2 separate regions of the Sus scrofa genome follow, and region 1 is linked to region 2. A link is a contact called in public Hi-C data. All regions are on one chromosome and are shown on one strand. The core of a region is the stretch at or near the end of the contact, and the rest is flanking DNA. Distances in the headings are between cores, read along the strand shown. Region 1 holds the start of NDUFB9 (NADH dehydrogenase [ubiquinone] 1 beta subcomplex subunit 9). Region 2 holds the start of SQLE (squalene epoxidase).

Region 1 (3,457 bases), core at 512-3,011, 410 kb after region 2:
TTAAGGGCCACACCTGTGGCATGTGGAAGTTCCCAGGCTAGGGGTTGGATGGGAACTGGGACTGTCGGCCTATGCCACAGCCGCAGGAACGCTGAACCCTTTAACCCACTGAGAGAGGCCAGGGATCAAACCTGCATCCTCTTGGATACTAGTCGGGTTGGTAACCCACTGAGCCACAACAGGAACTCCCTCAGATTAAAATTCTTTTTTTTTTTTTTTTGTCTTTTTGCCATTTCTTGGGCCACCCCCGTGGCATATGGAGGTTCTCTGGCTAGGGGTCGAATTGGAGCTGTAGCCACTGGCATACTCCAGAGCCACAGCAAAGCAGGATCCAAGCCGAGTCTGTAACCTACACCACAGCTCACAGCAATGCTGGATCCTTAACCCACTGAGCAAGGCCAGGGATCGAACCCACAACTTCATGGTTCCTAGTCGGATTCGTTAACCACCGAGCCACGATGGGAACTCTATATGTAGAATTCTTGACGGCTCAACTTCCTTCCTTTTTATATAACTGATAATTCTCCATGTTATCTATTTGTTTATAGGTCCATCTTCCCCATTTATCCACTAGTTGCTACAGATGAGAAAGAAGCCTTATAGGCTTATTTATGCATCAGTCAGCATACACCTGGAATGCAAATTCTGTCAGATGAATGAATAAGGAGAAATTAGGGAAGTAATTAATCTTACAACCTTGAACCTGGCCATCTTCCTACTTAGCAAAGAGAAGTAGGTCAATGACTTTACAATAAGCCCATATATGCAATCAAGGATCCTTTCCACAACTCTTCCAGATGTACTCAGTTTCTCATTGTTTAGAGGTTTTTCTCAAAGGCCCTTCTTTGTGGGACAAGGTTTTAGGATTTGGCTAAGGGAGTGGAGGTCTGGCATTCACACATTTTGGGTTGTCACCCCACCATGCATTGCGTGTAGGTCACAAAAATCTGTATGTTTTATGAATATGTTCTATGACTAATCTTAGATGAAGAGAGAGAGATGATGAGAATTCATGCAATGTGAAGATAATAAAAAGGAATGGATGAAGCTAAAACAAGAAAAGCTGATGGGAAGGATAATGATGCTTTGTGGTTAAGACACCTGAGTTTTAATCCTGGCTGGCCACTTACCAGATTCAGGGCCTTGAACAAATTACTCTCTAGCTTCTCTCTCCTCATCTATAAAATAAGGCCAAATAATCCCTAACTCCCAGAGTTGTGAGGACAAGAGAAAATATGCATAGATTATTACTGCTAATATTAGGAACGAGAAGGTCATGAAGAAAACTATTACTTAGTGAACGCCGGAGGCACTTTCTTAATCGACATGCCACCCTCGACACTGGGTCCTGTGTCCATTTTCCTGATCAGAAAAGTGAGGCCTGGGCCAAATAAGCAATTCTTCAAGGTCTCGCGCACCTGCGGGCGACGAAGTCTGCATTCGAACCCGGGTCTACGCGGGGGCTCTGTGGGTCGAGACGTCGCCTTCCACCCCGTTCCCGAAGTCCTTGACACCTCTCTCCCCTCCCCCCGGGTCACTAGGGCCTTTCGGCCTCCGTGGAGGCCTCCGCCTCACCTCCCCGCGCCGTGGGTCCCCCTCTCTCACCTGTGGACGCACCACGACTCCAGGTGGCGCAGCGCCCGCTTATAAAGCCGCAGCACCTTCTGCTGGTGGGTCAGGTAGGCCGCCGGCGCCGAGAAAGCCATGACGGCCCGCTCACCTTCAGCGGCCGCGGGCGCTGCCGGAAAACGAGGGGTGGGGCTTCCCCGGAAGGGCGGGGCGAGCGGCGGCCACTTCCGCTTCCGCCGGGGAGGAGCCAGGGCTGCAGTCATGAGCCGGTTCAAGTTCGTGGGTAAGACTTTTCCTGGATCTTTGGCCTTGCAATCCTCAGGCGTCGCCCACCGCCGCCGGAGGGCCCAGGATGTGAGCTCTCCGGCTCTTTGCGGGTTGAAAGTGCACCCTATGGAAGAGGGCGCGGGGAGGTTTCTGGGTGCTAATAATGTTCAGGATCGCGGTTTGGGTGCTGGCTTCACGGGTGTGCTTATTTGTGGAAATTCACGAGCTGCATTATGATTTATGCTTTTCCCAGCATGCGTTGTATTGAATAAAAAGATAAAAGGAGGCAGAGCTACCAAAAAAACCCCAGAAGGCCAGTCCCTAGCTGACCCTCCATCCCTTCTGCACCTCCCGCCTTTTCCCGTCTCCGCGGTGGAGAGGAGGATAGCTTCGAGGCACCCGTTTATTCGCTAATTCGTGCGTTCATATCGCAGTTACTGAACGACCCTGGTTCGACCCTGGTTTGCCCGGCACCGGCCTAGGAATACAGGCCAGGTCCCTGCTCTGCTGTCATCCCCATCTGGTGGGGAAACTGACGGCATAAATAGCGGGAAGAGAAACAAGTTCTATTACCTGACAAGTACGGTAATCCATTCAGCATGGGTAGAACAAGAGAGGGAAAATGCGACAGAAACTAAAGGAATAAGCATACTTGTATCAGGCATTTACAAGTATGGGACAGTGTGAGAGCTAGGATTGGAAGGGTAACTTGGGACTCGAATGTCTTGATGAGGTTAATTTTACTGTGTATAGAGTAGAGCCTCGCTGAAGACTTTTCACCAGGAGCATTCATTAAGTAAATCATTGAGGGCCAGTACATATTGGGGGCCCTGGGCTATGGGATACAGCAGTGGGTAAAGCTGGGCATGATCCTTGTTTTTGTGAAGTTTCCAGCTACTTGAAGGTGGAAAATGACAGTGATCACATCTCTGCTTTAGTACAGTAATCCTGACAGCTGTTAGGTTTGGTGGGGCGTAGGGAGAGGCAGAGAAGCATTTCAGAGCTTGAACTACGACACCGGAAACGGGAGAGACAAAGAGAAGAGAGATACGTATGCAGCGTTTAGCAGCTGAGTGTTTATGTCAGATAAAGGAGAGAACAGAGATGATTCAGGGTTGGGATAAATAACCTAAATGTGAAATGGAAACGTAATGGGAGTGGCTGGGTGCTACAGCAAGATCCGTTTGGATTCGGTTAAGTTTCAGACTCTTATAGGACCTTTTGGGTAGAGATATTTACTGAGCAATTGGAAATGTCTGGCACTCAGGAGAGTGGTTAAGATTATAAATTTAGATCTGAGAGTTAATTTAAGTGACATTTTTTACAAAGACATTGTACTAAGTATGTGGAATTGTAAAAAGAATCTGGGGAGTTCTGCTGTGCTGCAGTGAGCTAAGAATCCAACTGTAGCAGCTCAGGTCGCTGCTGAGGCCAGGTTAGGCCCCCAGCCAGGTGCAGTGAGTTAAAGGATGCGGTTTTGCCGCAGCTGCAGCGTAGGTTGCAGCTGCAGCTTGAATTCAATCTCTTGCATATGCTGTGGGCGTGGCCACTTAAAAAAACAAAGAATCTCATGGTATAGTTAGTTTTCACACAGGAGGGTCTGTACAGTCAAAAGCAAGGG
Region 2 (3,517 bases), core at 131-2,630:
GCCTTGCTCAGTGGGTTAGGGATCCGGCGTTGCTGTGAGCTGTGGTGTAGGTCGCAGGATCCCGCGTTGCGGTGGCTGTGGTGTAGGCTGGTGGCTACAGCTCTGATTAGACCCCTAGCCTGGGAACCTCCATATGCCGCTGGTGAAAAAAAAAAAAGACCGGCCTTTGATTTAGGAACTGGACTGAACTGCAAACATCAACTAGTCACTCACAATGCAATCCTTACCCAAGGATAATAAAACAAACTTTTTTCTTCTCCAATCACAGAAAGTGATTCTGCTCTAGAGATTCCAACATTTCCTTATCTAGGGATTTCCTAGGGATTCAAATATTTCCTTTCACCTCTCATAATCAAATCAACATCCATAATCAAATCGATTTCATTTAGCATGGGCTCCACCAACTGCTAAATGAAACAAAGGTTTTCAATCAAGCCAAAGAGCATCAAAGATGTCGCCAAGGAACAGTCAAGAGCTTAAAACCCAACTGTATATAAGAAATCACACCAGAGTATCTAACCGACTGCCTTTCGCCCTTTAAATTGCAATATTTACATTTGAGCGACCCCGATCCGGATTTTAACATTAGACCCTCACCCATTCGCCCACTCTGAATTCAACCTACCCTCCTAGACCCAAGCTGCTCTTTCTTTTCTGAACCAGTGGGGGATTTGGCCCAGAAGAAGCCAATTAAAGGCAAGGCTGACAGAATATCCGAGAAGACGGCGAACTGGGAGCCGCTCTGCTGGCGCCCGAGGAGGGCCCCATTCCGGTAGCGACAGCGGTAGGACAGCACCAGCCCCAGCGACAGGAATACCAGCACGCCCAGCAAGAGCTCCTTGTTGGCCAGAGAGACGAAGTCCCCGCATTTCTTATAAAAATAAGTGAAGGTGGCAATGCCGAGAAAGGTCCACATGGTTTAAAGGCTTCTTCGGTGACACCGGGTCAACGGTGAGATCCTCTTTTTTTTTTTTCCTGGTTAAAGTTTTGGTGCTTAGATGTTCTCCCCAAAATGTGTTGTCCAAAAAAAGCGCGGGGAACCGGCCAAAGTCCAATAAACACAGTCACAGGATTACAATTCAAATCAGACTAATTTACAAAATCATTAAAAAAGTAAAAAGTACTTGAAGAGGAGTAAGTTGTCCCGGATTTAAAAAGCTGTATTTAAAAATCAGCTGCTCCAACAGCTCCCGATCAGGCTCTCCTCTTTTAAGCAATCCGTGTGTTTACTTTTTTTTTTTCTTCTTTTTTTTGAGGAGGGAGGCGGGCCCTAGGGGTTACTGTGGATGAGGTCCTAAATTTTGACGGTGGCCTTTCGTGCTGTAAAATTGCTCTTCTCTCCCACCAGCAGCAGATGCCCTTTCAGAAGAGGAACAGGGTGACAAGTATCTTGCGCTGGGAAAAACGCGGCCGCGCCACCTCCGACAGCGACGGTCCAGCCTGGGCGGAAAGCGCGAGGGCTGCCGGCGGCGCGGAGTGAGTACCTCTCTTCCCTGGGACCGCCAAGCTCGGGGGAACCGCAGGTCTGCTTTCTCCCACCAAAGACGACCTCGGACTCGAGACTGCAGCTCCGGCGCTGGGAAGCGCAGCCCCCACCTCGAGACCTCCACCAGCCCCGGAACCTTCCAGCCGCCGAACGGCAGTTTCCAGAGCGCTCCCCTCAAAAGGCGGCGGCGGCCCCCCACGGCCTCCTCACCAGCATCCCTCGCGGACCGCAGCTGTCCTCCCAGCGCTGCGCCCCAGCGGTAACCAGAATAACCGCCTGGTGCCCTTGATGGTTACCGGACTCAGAGCGCCTTAGAGGCGGCTGGGCTCCGCCCTGGCTAGGGACCGGAGGGGGCCCCGCCCACCGTCACCGCCCATCGCTGTGGCCAGCCAATGAGGACGCGCACCTCGCGGTAGGCCGAGATGGCGCTATGCCGCGTTTGGCCAATCGCAGGCGGCACGGCCCCCGCTGTGATGCCGGACAGGCGCTAGAACTACGTTGCGTGGTGTGAGGTGGGAAGGCGTGCGAATGGATCCTGCTGTCCGAGTGGGAGGGTGGTAAGGTGCATGGCTGGCTCCGGAGGGAGTGGGAGTGGAGTAGGTTATACCCCGAGTCTCGTGGCCCCAGCCGCTGGGAGGTGGAGGTGGTTCCGAGGAAACCCCTGCCGGGAGGTCCGCCACCCTCTGTCTAAACATCTCCATTCATTCCGCGAGGTTTTGTGGACCGCTTACTACGTGCCAGCCCAGGTTTCACAGAGATGAAGTAGGCCAGCCTTTCTGTCCTGTGCCAGCTGTGTATAGGTGATGGTAGAAGGAGCTACAGGTGCGTGGATAAGATGACATTCAAGCTGAATCTGGAAGAAGGAGTAGGCGGGTGTTTGCCGGAGAAAGAAAGGAGAGGATGTGCCAGGTGTTCGCTTAAATCACCCCAAATTGTCAGGCATCTGTGAACGTGTTAATGTGCTAGGGCTAGAGGTCCACTGATGCATTAGCCTCTGTTCTCTCAAGATCAGAAATGGGGAGAGGGGTGCAGAGCAAAGAAGTAAACTAAACCGAGGTGTGTCATAAGTGCCCTGGGTAGGTATTTCCTGTCGTGACTCAGTGGAAACCAATCTAAGATCTGGCACCTGTAACTCTGATTTGACCCCTAGCCTGGGAACCTCCATATGCTGCATATGCTTGCCTCTGAGCAAGTTACATGAATTGCTCCAGGACAAGCATTCCAGAAGAAACAGTAAAAGTGTGTAAGAGTCTCAGGGTGAGAGGTGGATCCTCCTTATTACGAAAAGATGAACCGTCCTAAAATTTATTGAGGCCTAAGACCCGTGCCTTTGCTACCTTATTGTAACCCTGGCCTGCCTATTTGAAACTCTAAGACTAATGTACGAATCCCTTCTGCCATTTGGAGCACAGCTGAATTGTCACCTCTTCTACCAAGTCTCCATTGACTCCTACCAAGTCACATAGTAATTTATTCATACCTTACTGTCCCAATCTCTGACTAAACATTAATGGTTATTACTCCACTGGTTCCTATGTTCTGCCAGAGAAGGATCTGTGTCTGATAAATCAGTCACCCACAGCATCTAGCACAACGTTCTGTATTTAATTCATCCTCCATAAGGATTAAATGAATGAATGATGAACGACAATGGTGTAGTGGGAAGACCAGGTGATTGGAATCAGGAGACCTAGATTCTGGCTGCCACAACCAGCTTAATGACCTTGGACAAGTCAAAAGTCAGGCAACTTCTGGAGGGAGAGTTAACAATGTCTTCATGAAATCTAAAGTTCCTTGCACTCCTGTACCAGAGAGTTTCTTGAGTTTATGGAAGGGTGACACTTGTTATCATTTTTCACCCCCAATATTGTTTTATCTGCTAATGAAATAATTGTGTCAAAACACTTTTACAGGCATCATTCATACTCAAAACCACCTTAATTTTCAAAATAACAAATATGAAACTCTTTTTTCTTTTTGCCTTTTCTAGGGCTGCTCCCATGGTATATGGAGATTCCCAGGCTAGGGGTC

What was found. Hi-C and Micro-C count contacts between places; a contact is called where the count stands out from the background.
Region 1: a Hi-C map of liver shows a contact between it and region 2, with 4 times the contacts expected there. The contact joins the promoter of NDUFB9 here to the promoter of SQLE in region 2. A contact is called at or near these places in 2 of 47 Hi-C or Micro-C datasets (heart right ventricle and liver) and 1 of 2 datasets of contacts at active chromatin or transcription factors (alveolar macrophages).

Annotation. Positions count from the first base shown.
Region 1 is chr4:15,111,520-15,114,976 of Sscrofa11.1, forward strand. NDUFB9 (NADH dehydrogenase [ubiquinone] 1 beta subcomplex subunit 9) reads right to left here and starts at 1,762. Exons shown (of 4, transcript XM_013996497.1): 1 at 1,606-1,762. The coding sequence starts at 1,706. TATDN1 (TatD DNase domain containing 1) reads left to right here and starts at 1,827. Exons shown (of 12, transcript NM_001244525.1): 1 at 1,827-1,852. The coding sequence starts at 1,831.
Region 2 is chr4:14,698,333-14,701,849 of Sscrofa11.1, forward strand. SQLE (squalene epoxidase) reads right to left here and starts at 1,381. Exons shown (of 11, transcript NM_001101026.1): 1 at 626-1,381. The coding sequence starts at 916.